2 separate regions of the Zea mays genome follow, and region 2 is linked to region 1. The links are chromatin contacts, called in public Hi-C maps. All regions are on one chromosome and are shown on one strand. Each heading gives the region's core, a stretch centred on a gene start, on an enhancer-like site or on the middle of the called end of the contact. The rest is flanking DNA. Distances are from core to core; before and after follow the strand shown.

Evidence for each region. Hi-C and Micro-C count contacts between places; a contact is called where the count stands out from the background.
Region 2: a contact with region 1 is called in a Hi-C map of ear, with 2.6 times the contacts expected there. The contact joins the promoter of LOC101027201 here to the promoter of LOC542530 in region 1. A contact is called at or near these places in 3 of 25 Hi-C or Micro-C datasets (ear, leaf and tassel).

Annotation. Positions count from the first base shown.
Region 1 is chr8:72,077,156-72,081,123 of Zm-B73-REFERENCE-NAM-5.0, reverse strand. It overlaps LOC542530 (light harvesting chlorophyll a/b binding protein 3), which reads left to right and starts at 1,620. Exons shown (of 1, transcript NM_001112075.2): 1 at 1,620-2,630. The coding sequence starts at 1,684. The coding sequence ends at 2,481.
Region 2 is chr8:72,225,979-72,229,946 of Zm-B73-REFERENCE-NAM-5.0, reverse strand. LOC101027201 (GBF-interacting protein 1) reads right to left here and starts at 2,279. Exons shown (of 10, transcript NM_001279811.2): 1 at 1,936-2,279. The coding sequence starts at 2,110.

The sequences.
Region 1 (3,968 bases), core at 371-2,870:
TGTTGCAAACAGGCCCGGTCTTGACATTTCGGGGGCCCTAAGAGAAAATTTATATAGAGGTCCTATACGAAAATTTGAGTCTGTTATTTTTTCAACTTTTAAATAATATATGAAAAATAAAAAATTGATGATTTACATAATTTTATTCAAAATGATATGACTGGAAATATTGTTACAGTATTTTATGAGTCGTAAAATTATATAAATTATGTAATATACATTTGTTTTGACTTTTGAGAGAGTATTTTTACTTTTAATTTGTCAAACTAGCCTAAACCTTAAAATACACAGTAAACCAAATCTAAATACATTAGATCAAATTTTCTGAAAATAAAGTTCAGCAAACTAAACTAGGATTAATCAATGTAGGTTATTAGGGTCGACCCTTCGGTAGGCTAGAATTAAGCAACGCGATAGGCACAGGTGTACAACACCTTTCGTCCTTCCCACGTCAATTTTAGGGCCTGTTTGGTTCACGGCTAATTATGCCACACTTTGCCTAAGGTTAGTCGTCCGAATTGAAGAACTAACCTTATGCAGAAAAGTTAGGCAAAGTATGGCAAGTTAGGTAGTAAACCAAACAGGCCAAAGTATTTGTCATCAAGCAGACGGTTGCGCGACCTCAAAGAGATGATTGCTAGAAAATAAAGAGACGCAACAAAAGAATGAAAATATAGATTTATCTATAACTTATATGCATTTGATATAAGATAGATAAATGGGAGCCCTACGAACCTTGAGGCTCTGAGCAGTCGCATATCCTGCACACCCTTGGCGCCGGCCCTGGTTGCAAATATGCAATTGTGTCCTTATCCGCGACTGGTCACGAGGCTAGGATTGATCGAAAGCTGCCGATGAGAAATGGCAAGGGCGGCATGCTGTGGCCTTTTTTTTACGGTCTGTCAGGACAACTGAAAAGTTACAAATTTATAGTGGTTGTAAACAGCAACACGTTAAAAAGTCGATTATCAGTTTCACAGAAAGAGGTCGTTAAAACCGCCAGCAAGCTTGTTTCACTATCAGTCTGTCGCTAAGACAATCTCTTTCACCAAAAATACAATTTGCTTTCTTGCCGTTGCTTCAAGTGAAAATCTTAATGTTTTAAATTAAAATATGTGGCTCTACGTAGGAAAAAATAATTCAATCGAGTCTCATTTCATAAAAAAAATTTGGTCAAAAAATTATACACCATCTCGCTCAAGTGACTCAAATATACTAAACGGTACTGAGCTGTCTTATAATATAAATTTGATTTACTGTTAGAATATGATGTTTTATGAGTGCACTAAATTCTATAAAATATATTTATTTTTAAATTATAAGATATTTTTATAGGTCTGCTCTTAGAGAGAGCTAAAAAAGAGAGAGGCTGTCTGAAGAAAAATCCATAACCAACGCAAAATCCCGGGCGCCCAATCAGCCTTCTCCGCGGAGATTCCTAGCCTCAGCCAGAGCTACCTCATCTGCGTGAGGCTCCGGTGGCGCCAAGTGTTCCGGCATCCCGGACGCACCAATGGCATCCGAGCAACAGATCTTTTCTGCAACAACGCTTCGCGTCGCGGCGGTGTTTCCCTCCATCTGCTCTGCTCTTTAAATACCTCCGTCGTCTCCTCGTCTCCACAGCATCTCAAGTCTTCACACTCCTCGCCATCACATAAAACCAGTGCAAGCAGAAGCAGCGCAATGGCGAGCAGCACCATGGCCCTCTCCTCCACAGCCTTCGCCGGCAAGGCAGTGAACGTGCCGTCGTCTCTCTTCGGCGAGGCCCGCGTGACGATGCGCAAGACGGCGGCGAAGGCAAAGCCGGCGGCGAGCTCCGGCAGCCCGTGGTACGGCCCCGACCGCGTGCTCTACCTGGGCCCGCTGTCCGGCGCGCCCCCGAGCTACCTGACGGGCGAGTTCCCGGGCGACTACGGCTGGGACACCGCGGGGCTGTCGGCGGACCCGGAGACGTTCGCCAAGAACCGGGAGCTGGAGGTCATCCACTCCCGCTGGGCCATGCTGGGCGCGTTGGGCTGCGTGTTCCCGGAGCTGCTCGCCCGCAACGGCGTCAAGTTCGGCGAGGCCGTGTGGTTCAAGGCCGGGTCGCAGATCTTCAGCGAGGGTGGGCTGGACTACCTCGGCAACCCGAGCCTGATCCACGCGCAGAGCATCCTCGCCATCTGGGCCTGCCAGGTCGTGCTCATGGGCGCCATCGAGGGGTACCGCGTCGCCGGCGGCCCGCTCGGAGAGGTCGTCGACCCGCTCTACCCCGGCGGCAGCTTCGACCCGCTCGGCCTCGCCGACGACCCTGAGGCCTTCGCGGAGCTCAAGGTGAAGGAGCTCAAGAACGGCCGCCTCGCCATGTTCTCCATGTTCGGGTTCTTCGTCCAGGCCATCGTCACCGGCAAGGGCCCGCTCGAGAACCTCGCCGACCACCTCGCCGACCCCGTCAACAACAACGCATGGGCCTATGCCACCAACTTTGTGCCCGGCAAGTGAGGGGGTGGAGGCGCCACCGCCCACCGGCCACCGCTGCGGATATCTAGGTGTTCGGATGCACGTGAGCGCGCACTGGTTCCAGTTTGTACCATGATGTAAATTACTTACCGTACCAGGGTTCAATCGGCAAGGAAGAATTGTTGTGTTCACTGTCTTGGGCAGTCTCTTGGTCCAATATGAATCAACTTACACAGCATCTCCAAAAACTTCTAAAATTACTAGCTGAATGCCCGTGCGTTGCAACAGGAATATATAATACCAGTATACTACGATAACTTATATACAAAATGTATGTTATATCGTTATGAGAAAATGTTTCATAACCAATTTATGATTCTGGTCATACATAAATTTTGTTATTTATAGTCTATCTGTTTCACCACTACATTGCAACCATCAGTATCATGCAGACTTCGATATATGTTACGATTTGTATGGTCTCATTATTGGAGAGCACGTTCCACACATACCGGAAGAAATTTTCTCGTACATCGTTAGTCATCAGACACGTACCACCATACACTTTTGCTTAAACAAAAATGCAAGTGTGTGTTTGCGAAGAGAATTAAAGGCAAGTCGACACAAAAGCTACCCCAACGGTGGCGAGGATGACGAACTGGTCATTTTTGTCGGTCCTCCCCTGCGTCACCTCTGGCGCCAAGATGACGCCATAGTCCTCGATATAGTAATCGTCGAACGCGCGCGACATACCGAGTACTGATGACTCTTGGCTGGGCTGTAAAACGAAGTGCACCCCGGGCTCATCAGCAAGGTAGTACCCCTGGTCGTTGCACTACCGGATGCGCTACTACTCTACATGCATCGTGTTCGAGGATACTCATACAACGTCAGCAACGGCTATCGTCTCAGTGCACAAGAATTCATGCCTAGTCAGTAGCGACTTACGTGGCTGGTTGGGCTTCAGGTGAACGATGAGCTGGACAACGTGATGGCGTCGTCGTCGAATGCAGTGCCCAGAACAACCCGAAAGTCGCCGACGTTGGCGACGACCATGAGGTCCCCCTGCTTGACGATGGATAACGCGGAGCAGCCGCTCTGCACCGCGTCCAAGCGGCAGCTGCGCCGGAGCTTGTCGTACATAGCGGCACATGCGACCACGTCGGACTGTTTCTAGAGGTCGAACTGGCAGTCGTCAAGTTTCTTCTTGTCGTCGATGAGCGACCCTAACGCGAGTGACTCTTGCTGATGGTGTTTGTTCGGGGTTTTCAAGTAAGAAACATGAATTCATGTTTGGTGTTGGTTTATAAAAATGACTCACAAGTCAGATCCATGGAAAAAAATATTACGAAGAATAAATGTCACGCATGCAAAAAAAAAGAATTTAAGTTAAAAACATTATTCAAACAAAAGAAATTGCATGCAAGGCTCTTCTTTAAATATTACTCCCTTCATCCAAAAATATAATTAAGAATCTCGGTGATACTTATCTACTACTACGCATTGTGCAAGGGTAGCAGGTGGGCTTG
Region 2 (3,968 bases), core at 1,030-3,529, 150 kb before region 1:
TTGATGTAAACAATAAGGACAAGGTAAAGTGCATACTGTGTGACAAGCAAATGTATCTTTTATTATGATGTGGGATGGGAGTATGGGGTTCTTGTTTTAGCTTTTATTATGCATCCATGTATCTTTAACTTGTGAACTTAGAACTCCTGTTGTGCGCTTGTGTTTTGTGTTGTGGCTTGTGAGAACTGAATCATGCGCATGCGCTTGTTATTTTATTTCGTGTTGCTGCATTTTATATGTGTTACTGCCTGCTGTCCCTTCATGTTTGTGATTTCTAAAGGCTATCCTATGGTGCTGATCAGTACTTAATGGATGGGAGAAGGGTCAGACCTCAGATAAGTACCTAACTTGCTATTTCCTATTTTTTTATCACTTGTATTGATGCCCAATTGCATCTAAAAGTGTTGTCCACTTCTATTGCAGCAGTGCTTGAGGATTCAGTGATCAGCAGATCTGCAAGGACAAAAGGTATGTCTACTGATCCTTCCCTATTTTTTATCTATAAATGTATATATGTATATATTATATAAGTTGGCAAAACGCCTAGAAAAACGCCTAGCATCGCCTAGGCAAGCCTAGGCTGGACTAGTCTCTAGGCTAAGGGTCATCGCCTAGATTCCGCCTAGCGCCTAGCAAAACTTTGAGCACATATAATCGTCGTCCTATAAAACTTGCCTTTTAGCTTCTGTGGTACGCTCTTGTCACATAGAACATCAGTTGTTTGATGCCACTTCAACCACATTGCTTTGATTAGCATCTTCATCCACCTAGTACATAAACACCTTCCTCTAAATTTTATGACTAGCGGACATGAGACTGAATATAGAAGAGCAGGAGTTCAAACATCATATCCCAGTCTAAAGGCTCCACTCTTTTCAAACCTGGTAGCTAAGAGTACCACAGCTTTTTTGTCCCAACAAACTATCTAAACCTACCGCCACCATCCTTTCCAAATCCAGTTCCTAAGTCCTAACTAGTACAAAACACAAATCAATCCACTTAAACCAATTTCTGTTTGCCTCCTGCATTGAAACACTAAAAGTCTCAGCTTAATACAGCAACTTGTCTTACTTTCTACCAAGCTTCAAGTGTCCAAACATTGTCCATGCTATCGTTGCATCCTTACTTTCTCCCAAGCTTCAAGTGTCCAAACATTGTCCATGCTATCATCACATCCCACTAGAGAAAAGTAAATCCTCTAGGAAGCGACAACCACAAAAAAGTCTGAGTGTTCTTGAAATGATTGGCTGGCACCACAACACAAACAGAGGAACCGACAGGGAACTCCTTAGTCCTTACCACTAATAGCATTTCCAGGAAATCTGAAATAGAAACCCTAAATGGATAGTGGACAACTGTGACAGCAGTCACAGCTCCTACATCTAAGGGAACGTATCTGGTGCTCAAAGGGGTACGGTGCTCATGTGCACATTTTAAATCTGGTGCATCCATCTTGTATTCAACGACACCAGCAATTTTACGAAGAACCCCTCACACCAGGAGAGAGGAAGGTGGAAGGGGTTCTTCACAAAACTGGTGCTGCTGTTAGGTGCGAAATGGATGCACCAGATTTAAAATATGCACATGAGCACCGTACCCCTTTGAGCACCAGATACGTTCCCTACATCTAATACTACTACAGACTCCAACATCTAACACTACTATCTGATATAGTGACTTGAAAGATAACTAAACCAAGTATGAACTCGAGGGTTAAAGGGGGGAGAAACAATACTGGTGCATCCGATTCTCACTAATCGGGCAGCGCGCTCAGACTACAACCTTCACGTCGACGAATCGCCCAGATCGACGAGAGCCTGCTGGTCTAGGACCCGTCTAAACCGTAGCAACGCGCCCTACAACGAACAGCTAAACAGGCAAGGAATCGTGGGACTGATGGACTGAGGAGAGGACAGCGCAAGCCGTGCCACGGACCTTGGGAGAGGAGGCGGCTGACCGCCTCGTCGGGGTCCATGCCGCACTCGCGCAGTGCGGAGTAGATCTCCGCCTCGGGTCGGTTCACGATCTCCTTGAGACACTGCACCAGTTTCCTCGACCCGGCCGGGACGGGCGCCGCCGCCCCCTTCCCTCCGGCACCGCCGCCGCTCATCCTCGCCGCCGGGATCTCCTCCTGGTAGTCGGGGACAGGGAGACGAGGGTCCGGCGTTGCTGCAGTGGGCGCGGGTGGTGGTCGTGGCGGTAGCTTCGGTTTCGGCCTGGTTCACTTTGCTCTCTCCCACGCAACGGCGTCCGGCGGCCTAATTCCAAAACCCTTCCCCCTCCGGCCCTCCCTCATTCCCTGCGGCCAAATTTATATAGCTTGACGAAAGGATGCAGGGTGTATTCACGCAACATAATAGCATTTCCAACAATGCCTCAAACTAGTGCCTTAAATTGAAATATTAGGCTCTACACAGGAAAAACTACCCCAACAGTGCCTTATTTTATAAATTTTTATCAAAAAACTATAGGGCACCCTCTCAAGTGACTCAAATATACTACACCGTAGTGGGCTGCTCTATAATCTAGATTTAGGGCTTTACTGTTGGAGCGGGGTGTTTTGTTGGTGCCCTAAATTCTATAAAATATACTTATTTTCAAATTATAGGGCATTTTTATAGGTCACGTTGTTGGAGATGCTCTAAGGTCATGTACTCATGTTTGAGATTAGTATTTTTATATTTCCTATACAATATCATGTTTTTAGATTATACCGCCGTATTTTATGGCACGAACTGTTTCAGAAAACGGTGTTTTCGAAACCGTGGTATTCTAGATAACATAGTATTTTTAGAGTATTGAAAATTCCATTTAAACCTAAAGTTTTTATGGCATGGCTAGCTTTTTGTCTAATATCATGGTTTACAATATTGTATCCGAATAATAATTTCTTAAAATCATAGTTTTACAATACTATGATTTACAATTGTTATGATAATACATAGTTTTGGCAGCTCTAAAAATACCATTGAAAAACATTGTTGCCAAACACGTCCTAACTGTTTCCCTGCCTCTGGATGGAGTTGTGTTTGGAAGCAAGGGAACTGGAGCAGATTAGAGAAGTTAAAATTATATTGTTATTCAATTTTAAATACGAAGGAGATTTTAAGCTCTTTAAGAGCAACTCCAAAAGGCTATCTATATTCTTCCTAATCTATATAAATATAGATTTTTGTTAAAAAAATATCCTCCAGCAGCTTATCTAAATGGCTATCCAAATATAAACATCTTCTATTTCGGGCTTCTCGCTAGCCAAATATAGTAAAACGTGAATGACTCTCTAGAGTCCAAATGAGATATGCAAATGTTGTTGGATATTAAAAATATTTAGAAAGCGTTTTTTATGCAAATGACCCTCCAAATGATAATTTAAAGAGTGGTATTTAGAAAGACACTTGGAGATGCTTTAATCCTCTTCATTCCCTTATCTCTCAAACAAGCTCGGATGGTACGACGCATACTTGTTAGCGACGTCGTCAGGTAGGGGATTGATCGGTCGTCGCTGATGTCATGGGGAAGGGGAAGTAGAAGCAAATGGAGTAGATAGACGCAGAATTGGATTAGTGTTCTCTTGTTCGATGTGTATTCTCTGTTCAGTGTAGTATGCTTTAACTATGATATTACAGGTCAGGTCAGCAGGGCATTACACATCCCATCCAGGCCCAAATATGTGTTGTGTTGTGTTGCGCTCCTCCTCTTGAACTTGCATGCTTTCCTCCGACTACACCATCCTTCGCTGCTTGTGTTTCAGTGAGTCCTTGATCATCAGAGCAAACAATCATCTATCGTCTCATGTGCATCTTGTGTAGATGAGCTGCCATTCCAATCTAGATACTTGACATTCTCCTCTCCTTGAAACTCAACTTGTCCTCAAGTTGATAGAAAAGGTTTAAACTGTTATATGATTGTTCTTCAATTGAGACCATGGTCACTGTGGTACCCAATATGACACCAAGCTGAAGGTAGCT